Linked DNA regions of Sus scrofa: region 2 is linked to region 1. Evidence: chromatin contacts called from public Hi-C data. All regions are on one chromosome and are shown on one strand. Each heading gives the region's core, a stretch centred on a gene start, on an enhancer-like site or on the middle of the called end of the contact. The rest is flanking DNA. Distances are from core to core; before and after follow the strand shown. Region 1 holds the start of RPL23 (ribosomal protein L23). Region 2 overlaps LASP1 (LIM and SH3 domain protein 1).

What was found. A called contact is a pair of places that touch in the nucleus more often than the background predicts.
Region 2: a Hi-C map of liver shows a contact between it and region 1, with 4 times the contacts expected there. The contact joins the enhancer-like site here to the promoter of RPL23 in region 1. A contact is called at or near these places in 4 of 47 Hi-C or Micro-C datasets (alveolar macrophages, liver and retroperitoneal adipose tissue) and 2 of 2 datasets of contacts at active chromatin or transcription factors (alveolar macrophages and skeletal muscle).

Annotation. Positions count from the first base shown.
Region 1 is chr12:23,276,700-23,281,222 of Sscrofa11.1, forward strand. RPL23 (ribosomal protein L23) reads left to right here and starts at 3,266. Exons shown (of 5, transcript NM_001129955.1): 1 at 3,266-3,304; 2 at 3,881-3,964; 3 at 4,263-4,391. The coding sequence starts at 3,292.
Region 2 is chr12:23,230,867-23,235,542 of Sscrofa11.1, forward strand. The region is part of intron 4 of LASP1 (LIM and SH3 domain protein 1); the gene reads right to left. Among named protein-coding and RNA genes, the nearest start is that of LASP1, 34 kb to the right of the region's middle. Within about 2 kb of position 1,530, at least 20 of the 83 cell types and tissues checked have an H3K27ac peak or open chromatin away from gene starts, as enhancers often do. A contact at or near this core is called in liver, retroperitoneal adipose tissue and skeletal muscle, where this site is marked.

The DNA.
Region 1 (4,523 bases), core at 2,016-4,515:
TTATCACGGTTGTGGCTCAGGTTCTATCCCTGGCCTAAGAACTTCCGAATACCAAACGTGCAGCCAAAAAAAAAAAAAAAAGGAGGGAGTTCCCGTTGTGGTGCAGTGGAAATGAATCCAACTAATATCCATGAGGATGTGGGTTCGATCCCTGCCCTCGATCAGTGGGTCGGGGATCCATCATTGCTGTGAGCTGTATGTAGTATAGGTTGCAGATGCAGCTCGGATTCCGAGTTGCGTGGCTGAGGTGTAGGCTGGTAGCCATAGTTCCAATTCGACCCCCAGGCTGGGAAATTCATATGCCACAGGTTGGGCCCTAAAAAAAAAAGAAAAAGAAAAAAAGGAAATCATACATTCAAGAACAAACGGAATTTGGCTGAGAAGTAAAGGAGAAAAACTGGAAGCTAGAGAAATTGGCAGGATCAAGTGAAGGATTTATGAGTGATAAGACTTATAAATGCATAGATTTATAGATTTCTTAATACTGAGGTGCCCTAGAGCTTAGTCTGTATTTTTTTTTTTTTTTTTTTTTGTCTTTTTAGGGCCACTCCTGCAGCATATGGAAGTTCCCAGGCTAGGGGTTGAATGGGAGCTGTAGCTGCTGGCCTATGGCATATGCCATGGTCATAGCAATGCAGGATCCGAGCCATGTCTGTGACTTACACTACAGCTCATGGCAACACTAGATCATTAACCCAAGGAGCAAGGTCAGGGATTCAACCGGCTTCCTATGGAGAGTAGTCAGGTTCATTACCAATGAGCCACAGTAGGAAACCGCCCCCCCCGCCCCGGACCTGTGGTTTACAGAAGTTCCAGCCAGGGATTGAATCCTCACCAAAGGAGCGACATGAACCACAGCACTGGTAACGCTAGATACTTAAGCTGCTGCACCACCAGGGAACTCCCCATGGTCTTTTTTGTTTACACTTACTTTTTTGTGATCTCTTTCACTATCATGGCTTTAAATATATGCTGACAACATCCAAATTTATATCTCCCTTTCTGGAACCCCAGGCTAATATGTCCAACTTGCTATTTTGTTGTCGTTGGCCATGCTGGGGCATGTGAAAGTTCCTAGACCAGGGATAGAACCCTCACCACAGTAATGACCTGAGCCGCTGCAGTGACAACCCTGGATCCTTAACCACTGTGCCAGGAGGGAATTCCCCAACTTGCTATTTATATTTCTAACTCAAAATGTACAAAATTGAACCCCTACTTATACCCCCAAACCTAGTCCTCCCATAGCTTTCTCCAGCTCAGTTGATGGCAATGCCATCTTCCACTTGCTCAGACCCAAAGCCTTGGAAACATTTTTATTTTTATTATTTATTTATTTATTTATTGTCTTTTTAGGGCCGTACCCGAGGCAAACGGAATGGAGATTCCCAGACTAGGGGTCAAGTTGGAGCTGTAGCTGATGGCCTGCGCCACAGCCACAGCACTGCTGAATCCAAACTGCATCTGTGACCTACACCACAGCTCACAGCAATGCCAGATCATTAACCCACTGAGCAAGGCCAGGGAGCAAACCTGTATCCTCTTAGATGCTAGTCAGATTCATTTCCACTAGACGGAAATTCCTCATTTTTTATTCTTCTCGTTCTTTAACACCCCCACACTTTGTTGGCTTTACCTCTGAAACACATCTGGAATCTGATCACATCATATTACTTATACTGCTAGCACGTTAAGTCCAAACCACCACCGTTTTTCTCTCCTGGGTTATTGCAAGAGCCTCCCAATAGACCTCCTTACTTGTATCTTTGTGCTCTCTCTAGTCTCAAGTAGAGTGATCCTTCTGACATATTTTCAGATCATGTCCCTTCAATGCTTATGAGTTAACCGTTTCCCATTTCAGTCTGTACATATCAAAGTCAATAGCGGTGTACAATGACCTAAAGTTCCATTACTTCTGACCTTCTGTCCTACTACTTTTCCCTTCATTTACTCTGTCCAGTCACTCCTAGGTTCCTTGCTGGTCCTCATATCGCTCAGGCACATTTCTGCCTTAGGGCCTTTCATTGGCTGATGACTCTATCTGGATTGCTCTTCTCTAGACAATCATATTGTCCCTCAGCTTAAAACCTTTGCACTAAGGTCACACTTCTTCCATGAAGCCCCCACTGATTTTGAATTGCAGTCTGCCCCTCCTCCCACTCCCAGATCCCCCTTTTCTACTTTTATTTTCATAATACTTAAACCATCTAACATACTATATAGTGCAATTATTACATCTATGATTTAGTATCTAATATCCACTTTCACTGCCACCCTGGCAGAATGTAAGCTTCCTAAGGTCAAGAATATTGATCTGGGAGTTCCCATTTTGGCGCAGTGGTTGGTGAATCGGACTAGGAACCATGAGGTTTCGGGCCTTGCTCAGTGGGTTGAAGATCCGGCATTGCCGTGAGTTGTGGTGTGGGTTGCAGACGCGGCTCAGATCCCGCGTTGCTGTAGCTCTGGCGTAGGCCAGCGGCAACATCTTTGATTGGACCCCTGGCCTGGGAGCCTCCATGTGCCATGGGAGCAGCCCTGGAAAAGGCAAAAAGAAAAAAAAAAAAAAAAAAATATATATATATATATATATAGAGAGAGAGAGAGAGAGAGAGAGAGAGAGATCTGTTTCCTTTGACGTAGTCTAGTGTATGTCCAAGACAGTATCTGGCATAAAATAGTCATTCAATAAATATTTGAATGACTATATCAACAGAGCTCCTTTGAAGAATGGGAAAGACAAACAATGAAAAGAGTAATGAGTAAAACAAGACTCTAAAATATAGATGAATGTGGGACCAAGCACACATATAAGGAATTATCTGTAGCGCTGGAATGGCACTTCTCAGTTATATCACATCCTAATGAAACTATTTCGAGCTCTTTCTCACTCCGCCCCCCCCGCCACATGTTTTTTGGGGGCCCTTATACAGCACGGATGTTTTAATCATTTCTGAACCTCTAGCGTCCATCGAAATCCCTGGTACACACTTAGTGCTCAGAAGAGGTTGTCCGATAAATTAAACCAATGTTTCTGTGTCCCCAACAACTACTTTCCAACTCGTACAGTAGGTACTCAAGCACTCTTTCTCTTCTGTAGCCTTCAAAGATTCCACTGCCCACTTCGAAGCGAGAGACGGCAACGTCCACGATTTATGACGTAATAAGAGAACGCCCCGGGGAAGGGGCGGACACGGCAACTCTGGATCACGTGACCTGAATGGGCGGGGCGTCGGCTTCATATCCCAAGGTCCTTTGTTCTTACTTCCTTTTCGTCCTTGTCGGGCCATCAAGATGTCGAAGCGAGGTGAGGCTTTGGCTTGGGGAGATCCTTCGCCATCTGTCGCGAAGTGGCTGCTGGCCTCACCCGGAGCTGCGGCGACGGGCAGCTGGGGCACTCTGCTTTCCTTTGGGGCGGAGAGGGAGTGGATGGGCACCAGGACAGTCCCCGAAATGGCGGAGGGGCCTGGAGGATTGAGTTGGCAGGATCCAGTCGTGATTCTAGTCGTGAATCCCCCGGGAGGTTGCCCTGCGCCTAGCACTGCAGTAATGGTGTTGGAGTCAGGCTAGCTTAAGCCGCAGAGCGGGCGACTTGTGTGCGGTCTCCCGCCTTGGAGGAAGAACTGCGTGGTACAAAAGTTGGATCGGGAATTGTGTCGTCCAGGCCCCCTAATCTCAATGTGAGGTTGTAGGAGGGAGGAATTGGATATTTGCCCTGAGAACTGAGTGGCATTGGAGAGGGGGTAAGTGGAATCCTAGAGAAATCGAATCTATAGTGTACCGTTTCCCAAAACACATGCGAATGAATTCATAGCTTGAGAATGCGAAGGGAACTCCGAACCATGACTGGACAGTGATCTCTCTTCTGTCGCCCTACTAACAGGACGTGGTGGGTCCTCTGGTGCTAAGTTCCGGATTTCCTTGGGTCTTCCGGTTGGAGCAGTGATCAACTGTGCTGATAACACGGGTGAGATCTTAAGCTGCAACCCTGCCAAATTCCCCTTTCTAAAAGCACTCAGAGGGCCTTTTGCTCGTGACCTTCTGAGCCGCCAAGAAAGGGCACAGTAAAAACACCACTTTTGGGTGAAGCGGCAGCAAGTTGTGCTGTTTTGCTTCAATCGGTGGTGTGACAAACTATTTCACCTGGTGGGGGAGTGGAACCGCTTGGGGGTGTGAGTGGAGAGAGAGGCCTTGGAAGTGTCGGAAATGCAGGACTGCCTAATCGGCCCTTCAAAAAGACCATTTTTGTTTACATCCTTTCGTAGGAGCCAAAAACCTCTATATCATTTCTGTGAAGGGGATCAAGGGACGATTGAATAGACTTCCTGCTGCTGGTGTGGGTGACATGGTGATGGCCACAGTCAAGAAAGGGAAACCAGAGCTCAGAAAGAAGGGTGAGTAGACAGACCAAATCTTCCTTATGGTTTCTGGACCGTTGAACCACTTCTCCCTTTATTGGAGAATGAAGCAATAGTTTGGTGTGTGTTTTGTTTTGTTTTGTTTTTTAACCTCTCAGGGCCTCTTAA
Region 2 (4,676 bases), core at 280-2,779, 48 kb before region 1:
TTGAGGAACCCTCGAAGGGTCTAGTCACTTTTTTTTTTTTTTTTTGTCTTTCCTAGGGCCACACCCGCGGCATATGGAGGTTCCCAGGATAGGGGTCTAATTGGAGCTGGAGCCACGGCCTACGCCACAGCCACAGCCACATGGGATCTGAGCCTCGGCTTCGACCTACACCACAGCTCATGGCAATGCTGGAGCCTTAACCCACTGATCGAGGCCAGGGATCGAACCTGCAACCCCATGGTTCCTAGTCAGATTCATTAACCACTGAGCCATGATGGGAACTCCAGATCTAGTCTCTTTTAAGAGAGGAAACTGGTAGGGAGGAGGTGACCAGGGAGAGACATAAGGTCCTGGGAGCACTGGGCTGGGCTGGGGCCAGGGGAGGAAGCGGGACGGACAGCAATAGAGCAGCTCCTCCATATCCTCCAGAGGAAACCCAGAAAGCAGGACTCAGAAAATCAGTCCCATCCTCAGCAGACCTGGGCCTGAACACTCCGCCTGCCTTGGACCACCCAACTGGAAGCTGGTTCTCACTTCCTGTTCACCAGGATCCTGGCCTGGGCTTCTCCCAGTGAAAAATGGGGGGGGGGGGGCAGGATGAGGGGACAGGGAAAGGAAGGGGGCGAAGCCTGTGCGTCTCCAGGGGCAGAAGGATTAGGTAATTCCTGTGCCCAGGAAGCCCCTGCAGAGGCAGATCCAGCTGTCCCAGCCCAGGCAGCTCCCATGCGTCATCCCCTCCCCCTTTAAGGCCACACCCGCGGCACATGGAAGTTCCCGGGCCAGGGACTGAATCAGCCACAGCTACAGCAACGCCAGATCCTTTAACCCACTGCGCCGAGCTGGAGATCAAACCTATACCTCGCCGTGAGCTGAGCAGTAGGATTCTTAACACCCTGCACCAAGGCAGGAACTCCCCCAGTTTATATGCTACCTTCTCGCATCGGCTTTGCAAGAAGAGCAAGGGTTAACCTGTCCAGGCAGGGCTCACCCAGGAATGCCTGGGCTAAAGGTCTGCAGGTGCGGTCACCTGGGAACACCTGCATCGCTGAATGACAGTTACCCACTGCAGCCTGGGTGGCAGCAAAGCCCAGGAAGGGCCCCATCTGGAGGCGGGGAGTGCCTCACCTAGGGTTTGGGTCAGGACCAGGACTAGCCCCTTCCTCCCCTTCCCTCGATGCCCAAGCAGGGACCCAGGCCCAAATGGTGAAATAAACTGAGCCCATTCCTGAAGGGAGGCAGCCAGCCCCAGCCAGAGGGAAAACCCTTTGCACCCCAGAACACCCACGTGGAAGAGCACCGGGGGTGAAGTTCAAAGACACAGGGCCAGTCCCTGCTCCCAGATTCCTAAGACAAGGGCGAAAGGTGAGTCCGGGACCCCATCCTCTGGCGAGGGGTGGGGGTGAGGATGAGAGGCCTCTAGGCTCCCAAGGCAACTGCCCTTCCGACTTTTGTCCTGGGGTGGGAAAGGTCAGCTTCCCGTGTTTACTTTCTGTTCACGATGAGGCCTGACCCTGGGGAGCGGGAAAGTGCACATGCAGAGGCGGACAGAGCCTGCCCTGGGCCCTGAGGGAGCCAGGATGTGGGCTGAGGGGCAGGTGGCCCTGAGGCCGGGGGTCCAGCTACCCTGGCTGACTGCCCGCTTCTCTGGGTTCGGCTCTGTCCGCACTAGCGAAGGCCTGTGTGGGTCCCAGCTCCTTTCTGTGCCAAGGAGCCAGGGCCTGGTGCCATCCCCTGTGGTGTCCTACAGACTCAGTCCTTCAGTGTGGGCTGCAGCATCCCTCCCACACCTCGTCCCTGGAATCAGGAAGCCTTTCACTTGCTCATATGAACTTGGAAGAGTCCCTTTTTCCCTGTGGGCCTCAGTTTCCTATCTTTTTTTTTTTTTTTGGCTTTTTAGGGCTACATCTGCGGCTTACAGATGTTCCCAGGCTAGGGGTCAAATCAGAGCTGGAGTGCCAACCTACACCACAGCCACAGCCACACCAGATCTGAGCTGCAACTGCGACCTACATGGCAGCTCACGGCAACGCTAGATCCTTAACCCACTGAGCGAGGCCAGGGATCGAACTTGTGTCCTCATGGATCCTAGTCGGATTCATTACCACTGAGCCACAGCAGGCACTCCAGTTTGTATCTTAAAAAGAGGCTATGGCACCATCTGCTCCCAGGTGGTCCTGAGGCTCCCTCTACCCCTAGGAAGCTAGTCGACCCCAGAGCTGAAAGCCATGTGTGCGCATGAGTGCGTTTCCACAAGTGGCTGATGGACTCGTCTTGCGCCTTTAAAAGCCACTATGCTCGGGTAACTATTTACAAAACTAGGGCCAGCTGATCCAGGTGGACAGAGGGGTGGCAGCCTGAACACAAAAGAGCCCTCTCCATCACTGACGCCAGGGCCACCTGTTAATCGCAGCAGTAGTAATACCCTTGACCTTTGCTCGGCGCTACACACTGAGTTCGTAAAGGCTCTTGGCACCCTTGGCCCCGACAGGAATTCACCCTAAAAAGTCCGTCGGAGAGGTACACTTTCATTCCCATTTACAGACGTTAAATGACCTTCATCACTCAGTAGGGGCTGAGGCTGGTGAAACAAGGAAAAAGCCGCCGGTGGACAGGCTGTTTCCTGAGACAGGGTGACCAGACGGCCACAGCTGCCCCTAGTCCCAGTTCATGGCCTCTGGAATCAGTAATGAATAGCACCCCCTTTCACGCTCAAATGATAATCATAAGGTCACCCTAACTTTGCGGGAAGGGGTGCCAGGCATTGGGAGCACAGAGGGGACATGGACAGAGAAAAGTGAGGCTGCATGAGTTCCTGTCGCGGCTCAGTGGTAATGAACACGCCCAGTATCCACGAGGACGCGGGTTGGATCCCTGGCCTCGTTCAGTGGGTTAAGGATCCGGCACTGCCGTGAGCTGCGGTGTAGGTGGCAGACACGGCTCGGATTTGGCGTTGCTAAAGCTGGGAGGTAGGCTGGGTGCTACGGCTCCAGTTCAACTCCTAGCCTGGCAACTTCCATGTGCTATGGGTGTGGCCCTAAAAAGACCAAAAAAAAAAAGAAGGTGAGGCTCCCTTCCGCCTGGCCCCACCTGATAAAATTTCAATCCTCTCAACTTCCTCTCCCTTCCTGCCCAGCAAACGAGGAAACTGATTATTTTGCTGGTCACCTCAATGGTGTGAGAAGCAAAGAGGCACCTTAACGGGTGCTAACACATGCAAATGGGAAATAAGCATTTTCCAGAGGCCAAGGCCCTGGCGGATCCCTGTTCCAAGCTCAGCAAAGTTCTAAGCCTCTGAGTGCCCTGAAAAGAGGTCACCATAAGCCCAGAAACATCAGCAGAGCCCCAGCCAAAAAAATGTCCTGGACCCAGGCCTAGGGACCCTTCCCTCCCCACTCACCCAGGGCCCTGCCAGCCAGGACTCGAGAGTGTCCTTTCCAAAACTAAAGAAAACTCGTTTTCTCTGCTGGCCGATGTTGTTTCTGGAACCCCTGCTCTCCTGGCTGGTGGAAAACAAAGGTCTGACTCCACACTTGCCCACATGATTCCACATCACAGCCAAGAAGGGAACATCAGGCTCTGAATGGAATAATCAACTCATCAGCCAGGGTCTGTTTTTTCTAACACTGTTTCCATTTGTTGTTGTCTCTGTGGTGCCCTTACAGGCATTACTCATATCCTTTTCTCAGCCGGCCCAAGAATAACCACCCCCATTTTACAGATGGGGAAACTAAGGCTTAGGAGGTAGGTAAGGGGTGGGTAAATGAGTCTTCACATCAGATCCTTAGTATCTTCGTACACCAGGTAGTGCCCCGTCCCTATTACAAACTAACACTCTTTTGCTTTTAAAACAAATGCAGGCGTCCCACTGTGGCACATGGGGTTAAGGACCTGGCATGGGGGGGGAGAGAGTTCCCATTGTGGGTCAGTGGGTTAAGAACCTGACACAGTGCCATGAGAATGCGGGTTCAATCCCTGGCCTTGCTTATTAGTGGGTTAAGGATCTGGCATTGCTGCCAGCTGAGGCATAGGTCACAGATGCAACTCGGATCCTGTGTTGCTGTGGCTGTGACTGTGGCTGCTGGTGTAGGCCAGTGGATGTAGCTCTGATTCGACCCCTAGCCTGGGAACTTCCATATGCTGCAGTGTGGCCGTAAAAAAAAAAAAAAAAGGATCCAGCATTGCTGCAGCTGTGGCATAGGTCATAGCTGTGGCTTGGATTCGACCCCTGGCCTGGGAACTTCCATGTGCCGCATGTGCAGCCCTAAAAGCAAAAATAATAATAGTAATAATACATCTAAAGTAAATCTGTGCTCAACCTCATTAGTAATCAGAGAAATTCAAGTTAAAACCACGAGATACCACAATCACAAGGGCTAAAGTCCACAAGTCTAAGGGTGCAGAGCAGCGGAACTCATCACTAATGGCGAGAGGGTCAATCAGCACAGCCGCTGGAAAAGCGGACCGAACCATCCGGTAGGCTGCAGGAACAGACACCCGAAGAGCCAGCCATTAACACTAGTCATAAGCTGTCCACACCCTGGAAGCGATCCAAATGCCCGTCAACACCAGGATCAATAAAATGAGATATAAACATTTAAAAGCGAATGCAGTGAACCAACCACAATGGAAAAAATAAAAATCTTTTTCTTTGCTTTTTTTAGGGCTGCACCCACAGG